Linked DNA regions of Anser cygnoides: region 1 is linked to region 2. The links are chromatin contacts, called in public Hi-C maps. All regions are on one chromosome and are shown on one strand. Each heading gives the region's core, a stretch centred on a gene start, on an enhancer-like site or on the middle of the called end of the contact. The rest is flanking DNA. Distances are from core to core; before and after follow the strand shown.

Evidence for each region. Hi-C and Micro-C count contacts between places; a contact is called where the count stands out from the background.
Region 1: a contact with region 2 is called in a Hi-C map of liver, with 2.1 times the contacts expected there. The contact joins the enhancer-like site here to the promoter of WIPF1 in region 2. A contact is called at or near these places in 3 of 7 Hi-C or Micro-C datasets (all in liver).

The regions. Positions count from the first base shown.
Region 1 is chr6:19,701,834-19,707,523 of Taihu_goose_T2T_genome, forward strand. WIPF1 (WAS/WASL interacting protein family member 1) reads left to right here. Exons shown (of 9, transcript XM_066999774.1): 3 at 2,394-2,482; 4 at 3,815-3,944. The coding sequence starts at 2,432. Among named protein-coding and RNA genes, the nearest start is that of GPR155, 28 kb to the right of the region's middle. Within about 2 kb of position 1,703, at least 1 of the 3 cell types and tissues checked has open chromatin away from gene starts, as enhancers often do. A contact at or near this core is called in liver, where this site is marked.
Region 2 is chr6:19,663,905-19,669,074 of Taihu_goose_T2T_genome, forward strand. WIPF1 (WAS/WASL interacting protein family member 1) reads left to right here and starts at 1,539. Exons shown (of 9, transcript XM_066999774.1): 1 at 1,539-1,714.

The DNA of each region.
Region 1 (5,690 bases), core at 453-2,952, 38 kb after region 2:
TGTTTCAGTCTCTTACCAAAGCAGTGCAGGGAGCAGTTTCTCTTTCTCGTTTTAAGCAGTTGAAGGAGTTAAAAGCTTGGTGAAGTAGCTTACTGGCACAGTTACGCTAGAGACAACTGCAGCTGCGAAAAGGCTGCGTTAAGAAACAGGATGGTTGTGGTCTGCTGCAAGAAATAATTTTCCTGTTGACTATTTTTTTAAACAGGAAGTTGAAGAACAAAGCAGCATTAGTCTTAGTTCTTTTAATAGAGTTCAGATTTAAAATACTGAATTTAGGATACTAAGATCAGGAAAGGCTGGGGCTTTGCGCAGTTTTATGTAAGGACTGAGAGCTGGGAATATGGAAGTGCGAAGGACAAGCGGATTCAAGCGGGTCCTTCAAATCTGAACCTTGTGCTTCTCTGGCGACGCATTCGTAGGAGAGGTAACTGCCCACAGGGTGGATGAGAAAACGTGTGTGGGTTTGCAGGATTTTGTGAGTGCGTGTGTTTGCACAGCGCTGCGCAGACTTGGCTTCGCACAGTTTCCTCTTTGTCAGTCCGGCCGTCTGTCAGCTTCCCCTCTGCTCTGCTCGTGCTTTCTCAGTAACAGGAAAGAGCAACAGCTTCTGCAGCAGAGGAAAATAAAACCTCGCCACGCGAGAGATAGCGGTAATGCCTCGCGCCACTCTGAACTCCTGTTTTTTTTCTCGCTAGTCAGCTAGACTTAGGGGTGATGTGGTTGTTTCCTCTCCAAGCCCTTTTCTCTCTCAAGATTTTAGACGAAATCCATTAAAGTCTCCTTTTAGAGACTAAGCATTCTCATCTCAGGAAGGCAGCTCAGCAGTTTTTGGTGTGGCTTTATTATCTATATTCTAATTCTGCCAAAGCCTGAGCATCTGACAGGATACAGCTGTACTGCTAACCATTTTTTTTTCTAACACACCTATCACAGATCATCTCAGAGGTATCACAGACTTTGTAGGTGGGGGCCCACCTCAGATGATAACTGCAAGGGCCATTTTGTTTCATTCTGAACGTTTTCCTGGTGTTCATTCAACCTCTGAAGCATGCTGTACCTACCACGAAGCTGATCGGGCAGAGATTGCATTACTACCGTTCTCCTTAGTTTTCTCAAAACCAATTAAGTGACTTCAGAAAGTGAGAGATGTGTATTCTTGTAAGCAACCGAATGGGGACATCAGCGTGGCGTTATTTGGAGAATAACCCCCATTGCTGTCACGCTGACCTGCCACGTGTAAACACGGTGCACACAGTGGCTAATTGCCACTGGGCCCTCGCCTCTGATGGCAGGATGCTCTGCGCGCCTCCTGCACAAGAGCAAGGCCGAGCCCGTCAGCAGGTCTCTTGAAGCAAAAGCATTTTTAGAGGCAGACAGCGCACCAAATTGCTGAAATGTCACAGCACCGTTAGGAGAACCTTGGACCCTCCATTAGGCACGTTTCCAACTAGCAGTGTGCCGGAAAAAAACCCTTTTGACTTGAAAAAAAAATATATCCTCAGTGCTTTAGTGCTTTGCTTATTTTTTTTTTCTCTCTTTAATATTTTGTTCCACTGAATTTCTCTCTCACGTATGCTTGTCCTCAGATTACCCAAGGTAGTTCTGCTTGGGGTGGGAAAGAGCAGGAGCCTGGTCTCAGACAGGGAAGCTGGGGAAGGCTGGTCTCTGGCCGCCAGGCTTTCCCCTCTGCAGCAGCTGGCGGCTGAGGACAGGCTGCCTGCTTGCTTCTCCTCCCCAGGGAAGGTGCTCTGAGCATGGCTGCCTTTGCTGCTCCTGAGAAGGAGGAAAGTGCATTCAGAGGTGGCGATGGAGCCTGGCTCCTTCAGAGCAAGCAGGGAGAGGGGAAGAAGCATGGGTCTTCCCTAGAGGTCTGCAGTTCCACCCTGCCCATAATAGTAGAGCAGTGTTATATTCCACCAAATTAAGAGCTTCAAAAGTTCAGCATCTCTTTTTGAGTGTGAGACGATGCCTTCTTGAAGTAAGGTTTGGTGGTGTAGCAGTGGGATTATCCTGCTATACTTCCATGGGAACAGGATTGTTGGATTAAACAAAATTCAGTTTTGTTGTTTATTGTTGCATGTAACCATATTGCACACATGCACACAATCCTTGCATACTCTTCGCTGTGGCAAGGCACAAAAATGCAAAACTAGATGTGTGTGTCTGTGAGTCTGCTTGGCTATGGAGATCATGTAGGGAGTGCCTGTTTAAGGATGCAGCTGTTTTCCATACGATGAAACATGAAGTGCTTTTCACAGACTACTTAGTCCTAGAAAATTGAGTAGATAATCCTGTTTGATGCAGGGTTTGTTTGTAGCTGAGTAGAAAGCACACCCAAAGGTGATAGATTTAATAATCTCTGGGTCTTTGCATTTCTGTGTTTTGCTGTGCAGGTTTCTTAGCAAGATCAGCTGGAGCTCAGCCTTCCACCATGCCTGTGCCTCCCCCTCCCGCTCCCCCTCCACCCCCAACGCTGGCCTTGGTAAGTTTTACAGAAGGTGGATGTACAGTATGCACTGTCCTCTATTGCTGCTTGTCATGTTGGAAGAGACATGCAGCAAGATGACAAGGGTGGGTATGGTATCTGGGGAAAGCTTTCCTACATTTTGTTTACAGCTGATTGATCCTGCAAGAGGGACCGTTACTTTCATTCCCTTTCAGCGCCCATGTGCATGTCTCTAGCCACATTCACTCTCCATCTTCCTCCTCCTCCCATGTTGGTGGTTTGATCTGGTGCAGGGATCCTGGGTGGAGAGGCACAGCTTGTCTAAGTCAGAGGAACTGAAGTCTTGCTCTCCCCTTGCTTTTTTCCAGCCATGTGTTCTCACCTTCTCCCTTGTTCCACTTTAATACTTATATGACCTGGTGGTGAACTGGTTCAGAGATCCTGAGCTGGCAAAATACAATCCCTAAAATCCTAAATTTTTTTTAAGGATAGCTCTTAACCAGCATAGCTCCCTCAGCCAGCCTGTGGTATAAAGGTACGAGACCCACTGCTGGCACAACGTGGTGGGTGAGACTACATTGGACCTGGCTTAAATCAGCCTAAGCTGGAACGAAGCCTGCCCTGGGCTGTGTTTGCTCTGACGGGCAGACAAGAAAGAAAGGCTTCTGGAAATGCTGTTGTAAAGTACTCAACCGTTTTGATACCAAAGCCCTAGATGGTTACACAGATAAGCCGGGCTGTGCCCTGCTGCACAAGAGTCTTTCCCTCACTGCCCACCATCAGCAAGATACCAGCTCTGTGCTTGGTCCCTCCGTGGCAACTCTCAACACCTTTCAGGACTTTTCCATGACACTGATCTGATAAGTTAGAAAACTTTTCAGGAACCACCGTTTCGTAGAAGAAATCATATATACATGCACGTGTGTATATCTAAAACTCCATCTTTCTTCTGAGTTATCCAGAATTTGTATAGTTTGAGTTTCACTACAGCTTTCAAGAATGTCCATCTTTTGGTGCAATCAGATTGAACAGGGCCAGACTACTCAGTCTACAAAATGGCAATTTTCCATAGATGTACTTTGGCTTTCAGAAATTAGATTCTTGAATTCAAAAATATTCAAAAAAAAAAAAAGTGTTGTGTTTCCACTGAATTGTGTGGGTTAGAGTAGCAGCACTGTTCGGGGCCTCAAGTCAGTGAGAAGGCCAGCTACTCATAACGTCATTCACAAAACCAGATAAGGCAGGTTACCCAGTCTAGTGCTGTTAAAGCAGAAACTTAGGTCTCAGGTAACTACCGTATTTGAGCAGAACTTTGTAGCTGGAACTTGAGGTTTATTTTACCTCCTCATTTTTCATTTTATTTTGCAGGCAAATACTGAAAAGCCAACCCTAAGCAGGTCAGAACAAGCGGGGCGAAATGCTCTGCTATCTGATATTACCAAAGGAAAAAAGCTAAAGAAGACTGTTACTAATGACAGAAGTGCTCCAATTCTAGACAGTGAGTATGATCCTACGTGTCTGTGTTTTTGTATGCTTTAATGGTTCTATGTGTCTGAATGCAGAAAATTGTTTTAGCTGTCGTCAGATTAACTGACATGGGAGAAGCGGGTAAAACAAAATGCCCAGAATTGGCATAAAAATAAATTCTGTTCTTCATGGGTTAAGTCACATGAGAAATCAAGTACTGCTTATGACGTGTGAGTGTCAATTTGTTTGCTTACTCTCATAAAGCAGTTTGTTTTCTCACAGTCACTTAAATCAGAACACCATGCCAACCCTGCTAGGAGACCTGCCGAGAAGCTGCAGCGGCTCAGGCAGGCAAACCCCCTTCAGGACTGAGGACAGCACAGAGAAAGTGCACAAAAATAAAGGCAGACTTGGCATGGCACCATTGGCTTGTTTAAGGACCTGGTGCTGATCAAGCAAAGCCCCAGCTGGGTGTCGCTGGGCAGGGGTGACTCAGGGCTGGTATCTTTTTGGCCAGGTTTGGTTGCTCAGCCTGCCCCGCGGTGCCCTGGCATGGTGCGGCACCTCAGCAGGCCTTGGTGCAGGAGAGGCCTCCGTCCAGCTGAGCTGCCGCTGGGCCTCACTGCACACCTTGGTGTGTGCCGAGAGGAGCCTGGGAAAGCCCTCGTAGCAAAGGCATCGGGAAGATGGAAGGGAAACAGGAGACGGATAAGGGACAAAGGCCTGCTGTGGTGGTAGCACAGCACTTATTGCCCGGGGAGAGGAGACGTTTCCACAGACCGATTAGCAAATGTGATACAACTCAGTCCAGGTCCAGCCATGCAATTATAGGCTAGACTGTGATGGGAAGACGATGAGGAAAGAAGGAAACACCAACAGGAATGTGACCAAATAAGAATTTAAAAAAAAAAAAAGGCACAGTTCGGCAGCCAGCCATGTACCTAGCTTTAAACTTTTGAATATCATCTCTGCAATCAAATTTACACGTTCTAGCTAATCTAATGAGCTGGAGAAAAGCAGTTAAGGAGTTTAAAGGAGGGCTAAATGGTAAGATTAAAATTATGTGGCCTATTATCTTGTTTACATGAATTAACAAATCGTGATGAAAGACTAAAACGTAGTAGCAGCATTTCTCCAGAGGTTCACACCCTATATGAGTCAGAACCGAACTGAGCTAACATGCTTAAGAAAAGAGAAGGGTCATGTGAAACATTCCCCCATGAACGCATTCTTCCTCCTTTTTTTCTGGGTGGGATTATTAGGAGTGCTTTTCATCTACAGGTTTTAATTACTTTAAAGTCAGTGAAATTTTTACCCACCCAAAGTTGTAGAAATCGAGATGCCAAGAAATTAAGCAATTGATCCTCAGCCATGTAGCCCTGTCACTGGGGAGCTGATCTCCACAGATATCCCAACCTGTGGGCCTGATCATTTTGCACTGATGTTCTAAACAGGGCTCTTCCCTGTATTTGTAACTGTGGAAATGCTTTAACTCTGCCTTTAGTGCTCCAGTGTTGTCACAGCAAAAATATTGATATTAGAGGAAAAACAGGAGAGGAAGGAGGGAACTGATTAAAGTAGTTCCTTCCTATTGGGAAAATTGGCAGGTTATGATCATATCACTGCATTTCTGGACCTACAGGAAAGTAATCAGAAAGGAAATCTCTTTCCCCACTAGGCTTTGTTTAAATAAGTAGATGTGTTGCAACTAAATCAGTAGTGACAGAGGTCTGTGTATTCTCAGAAGTGATCACCAGAGATGCCTCCAAGAGGAAGA
Region 2 (5,170 bases), core at 289-2,788:
AGTTCAGCTGGCTGCAGGGGATTACCTGCAGTGTGAGTGAGGGAAAGGAACAAGGACAGGATGAGTCCACTCGTTACCACACTGCATGCCAGACTGACCAGCAGCCAAGACTGCAAGGAGTTTGTAGGCTATGGCAGTGCTGTGATGATGGGCCACTCGGTGGATTCCCCATAAAGGGAGAACTCTTTCCTTACAAGCATTTTTACCACTTCCATCATCCCTGCACAGACCCCCCTGCCACAGCACGTCCTCCCAACCCCTTCAGCTGGCTTCTAACAACCAAGCAGGTCCGGATGAGTGTTTGTTACTTATCCCATATGGAGCCAGGAATAAACACATCATATGATATTTCTCTACTACCTAATCAAGAGGAAGCTGTTTGCCTGTATGTGACTTCAAAACTGTTTTCAGCTAACCAATGACCCAAATACAGTATGCAGAGTTTAGGAACCCCATGTGGATTTGTGAGCCTCTTTAGGAAGCTTTAGGTCTGTGAGTCCATAAAGGCAGTAAGCAGAGAATACCTGCAGCTTTTCCATTTGTGAGCTCCCTAATTTTTGCTTGCGAACTAATCTAGGTCATGCACGTAGGGCAGAAGAGGGTAGAGGGGGGGAAGAAAAAAAAAAGCATTGTATTTGTTTTTCTGTATTGCAGTGCCCCAAGCATGCAATGGCACAAAAACGGAGAAATGACCTACATAAAAGGCTGGAAAGATTTGAGACCTTACGTTGGAGGCAAATCAGTAACGCCATTGCTCTCAGGACAGCATGTCTCGCCTTAATGCTGTCGTTGCAGTTGGTAATGTCTTAGTATAAAACACAAAAGTAAATTGTAAGAGGTTAGCCCAGCACACAGATTACTCAGTCTTTGACCTTGCTGCGACATGTTGCTACAAGGGAATCCAGAATGCATTTAAGTTTTTTGGGACACCTGTCCCTAACATTCATCTGGTTTAGACAGCAGCGTTATGCAGCTGCTGAGCGGGACCACATTCTTGCAGGGACTAAACAAAAAGCATCCAAATACCTCCAAAACGTGAAATCCTGCGAAAAAGCACATAGGGTGAAATTTACTGGCCCGGTCAGACGCCCAGCACACAGCCCTCCTGCCCTTCCATACTCCCTCCTATCTGCCCAAGCATGCACTTTGGGCATGATTTTCCATTCTAGACCTCAGCACTGGTCCCAAAGACGTTAACAGAAGTTTTATTTCTAGAAATTTTAATCACGGTTAGAGGGAATAGGAAGCAGAGTATCGCTTGTCTGGCAAAGCCATCTCTGCGTGAGTTAATTGAGGCAAGAAGCACAACTCCCTTTAGGGCCGTCATGCGGAGAGGGGTAATTGACCTTCCCACACCTCTGCGTACTGCAGACCTTAAAGGGAAAAAATAAAAAACAAAACAACTCCGTCTTCCCCGCTGCTTAATTCCCTTTGCCCTCCTCTCCCTGGCCGCCGCGGCGGGGCTGCCCCGCTTCTCCCGGGCTGAGCCCCGCGGGAAGACGGGGCACGGGGCACCGGGGGGCACCGGGGGGCACCGGGCAGCGCTGCGGGGCCCGGGGCCGGTCCCGGGGCCGGTGCAGCCTCTCGGGCGGCGGGGAGCGGCGCCCCAGAGCCGCGTCGCGGCGCTTCCTGCCGCTATAAATAGCGCCCGGCCCAACATGCCCCGGCCGCCGCAGCGGCTGGAGCGCCGCCGGCCGCAGCACGACGGAGCTCGGTAAGGACGGGGCCGGGGGGCGCCGGGCAGGGACCCCCCGGAGGCGGCAGGGCCCCCCCGGCGCCCCGCTGTAAGCAAGGGGCGGCGCGGTGCCCCTCGGGGAGCCGGGAGTTGAGCCTCGCTTCGTGCCTGTCCCCCCTCTCTCTCTCTGTTTTCTTCCAGACTCCTCTGTCTCGGGCTTGGACGCGCTCCTGCCTCCCGAAGCCGCTCCCGCTCCTCCTCTGTGCTGGCCGGGCTGGCATCCCTCCTTCCCTGCTTCCCCCTGGCTTTCCTGCTTTCCCCGGGGTAGGGGATGGTGTTGGGTGAGGCCTGGCCTCCGGGTGCACCCCGGGCTGTGCCTCTGCCCCGGCCTCCGTGGAGGTGGCTGGTGGCACCGGATCCCTCCCGGTGCTGAGGTGGGTGGGGAGAGCCGCGCCGAGCACGTGTGGCACCCAGCCCAGCAGGTGCTGCCATCCCCAGCGGGCGTTGGGTGAGCCCTGTGGCTAGGTGTTGTGGAGCAGGCTCCGCGAGCAGGTCTCTGCCCCCCCGAGCTGGCTCTCGGGGGCTTCCCGAAGGAGCTGGGTTTGCAGACCTCGAGTAAACAGCCTTAAGGTCTTAGCCTTCCCTCTTTGTGTGCTGATGGCTGCTCCTCGTCTCTCAATAAAAACATCTCCTGCGGGGCAGGACTGTGTCCCTTCTCTGGCAGTGTGTGTTCTTCAGCTCCTGCCGCGTGCCCTGCTCAGGCCTCCTAACTAAAACAGAAGTGATACAGAACTTGTTTCTGCCGCTAAGTAGGATGTGCTTATTCAGGAATCCACTGTGAGGTAACTCTAAATTGCTTTTTTTTATTCTTGTGGTGCTTCCTCAAAGAAAGGGCCTTAGCGAGCAGCTCTGCTCAGTCTTCCTGGCCTCCAGAGGGTGGGCAGTGTGATCTGCTCCTCACTCATGCCCTTCGCCCCTGCCTGCTTTGACTTTTCCCCTCTATTTCTCCATGCCTGCCAGCTCCTCCAGGCACAGGGGGTGTAGAAGGCCACATGGAGAAGTCCTGTCCCGTTACTTAGTGCCTCCACACTGTACGCACAGGGTGCCCAGCTGGGGAGCCGTGCCTTACAGAAGGGCACGAGGGATGGCCGTGCTGGCACAGAGGAGCCTGCTCTGGCAGCGTGGCTCTCTGAGGGAAAGGTGTCCCCGGCTCTGCGGCCTAGGTGAAGCGCTGGGTGACTGCGCTGGCCCTGGCAGTGCTCAGCATGAGGAGGACCCTGCTGGTGCGTGGTTTCCCCCTTTGCTGGAGCAGTGGCAGGGAGGGAGCACGTGAGGAGGAAATGCAGCTGCTGTGGAGTGCTTTTGCCCTCTGCGCAGCAGGAGCATGTGAGGGGAGGGCAGGCACGGGGCGATCCAGGAAGAGCAGAAGGCAACGAATGGAGAGGACACGCTTCTTATGTGCCTGCGGAGTCTGTTTAGCTGGGGAAAGAGCAAAGAGCCTAAAAATGAGATTGTATCTATTCTGAGTTACTGTTCCTCCAGAAAGCGCTGTTTTTAATTCCTCTGGTACTGTGTGTGTCTTTCTCCCCTCCCTGCTCTTCTGGGCTCCTCAGTGTCCTCTGACCTCAAGCAGTATGTTGCCCTTAGCACATGCCTGTCAAACGTGTGGTTCTTCACGCTGTACACAAAAAAGGCATTCCCTTGGCTGGCAGGAAGAGTAGTAAGGGGCAGTCAGAGGCACACCAGCCCCTGTGGTGTGTCTCTCTGGGGCAGGGACTGTGCCCTGGAGGTGCAGTTGTGCTGCTCTTAGGAGAGCTGAGGGCCTTCTGCCTCCAGCCCCATTCCTCTTCATGTCTTACAGCTGCTCACCCATTCCTGCCCTGTGCTGCAGCCCAAGCAACCCTCTCTGGTTATCTGTGGGGCGTGCTGCTGACAGGTTCAGCCATCCAGGTTAAAATCCCTCAGAAAGGCGGGAGGAGAGGAGGAGCAGCTCTTCCAGCCTGCGCTGCCTCCCCCCTGCCTCGAGAGTGCTCAAAGCTCTCCAGCTTCTGCTGCTGCCTTGGTATTTCCACTGCGATTGCACTTCTAACTTGTTATGGTATGGCATTGTGCTCTGTGTAGCATCAGGTAGCAAGGGGCCATCTTTAGGCCTAGCATTGATACATGGGTGCTGTAGCTGTTCTTTTTTTTTTTTGAGAAACCCAGATTTACCACAAAGTTGCATCAGGATATTTGTTTTTACTGATACAGTAGTCAGGATTGAAAGTGTGCCACTGGAATATTATTAGCTATAAAAGGAACAATTTCCTACCTGTAACAGTGCACATGACCTTTACCTCAGGTGCTCTCCAGACCTTTCTCAGTGGAGAGGCTGCTGGGGAGCAATACTGACCTCTTTGTGAAGAAAATGCCTTGCAATATTACTCTTTATTACCTACAGTGCATAAAGTTCTAACAGCTATTAATTTTCTGCCTTGCTTATATAAACATCAAGCTTTTCTTGGAGGAAGAAAAGAGGGCATGTTGGTGTTGTCTGATAAATGTGACATGAGGACAGGATTTCATAGGTTTCCTTTCAAGGCACATATGTTGTACGGGGGTGGGGTGTATAAATATGCATTGGCAAAACGTCTTTATGTAAAGACATTAGAAACATTCTATGCTCTTAACTGCATTGAATCTCCATCTGGATAGTGGACTTATGCTTAGAACTATGAGAAGTAGTGATGCCATGGCAAGGAGGGGATTTCTTTAAAGTTTATGCTCTTGCCAACATAAACATGTTTTAATTGTGGCTGCTTCACAACAATATGAAGTCTTGTAAAAGTTCAAATCTAATTAAATGCCTTTGTGTTCTTTCTACTGGCTTCTTATTCTTGGCTCTAATGCAGATGCTTTTTCTTTTTTCGTGTGGTGCACTATAATACTCGGTCAACTGGATCCATTATAATAAAGGGCTGTCAAGTATCTTACTTCAAAACCCATGGTTCTAGCTGTGTGTGAGTTGTGGAGGGAACATTCTTTATATGGTGAGAAAGTAAATTTTGTTCTGGTAGAACAGATCTGGGTCGTACCAAAGATGAGGATGCTGGAAGTGGCCACAAATTGTCAAGGCAGCTGTTTGTTTTGTGTGCCACTGAGTGTGCAATTAACAATTGCTCACTATTTAGCGACCTGCTTCGAAGATGTACATGAAAATCTGTATGTTATTGAATAATGACTGCTGAACTGTTAGTTGGCAAATGGCCTAGAAAAGGGATTATTAAAAACTAATAAAGAATCATGTTTTAGTAGGTTTTGTTCTAAGTAGTTCGGATGCTTGCAGTGATTAGTATGATGGTGTTTTAGTGCTCTCATGTAGCATCAGCCCCAGGTATAGATATATCTAGATATCTGAAGGGGAAGGGAATCAGTGAACTGTTAGTACTCTATTGTGACTCTTTCCAAGCAGTATGCGACCGCTGCTGAGTTGAAAGTGAAGTCTGAATCATGAAA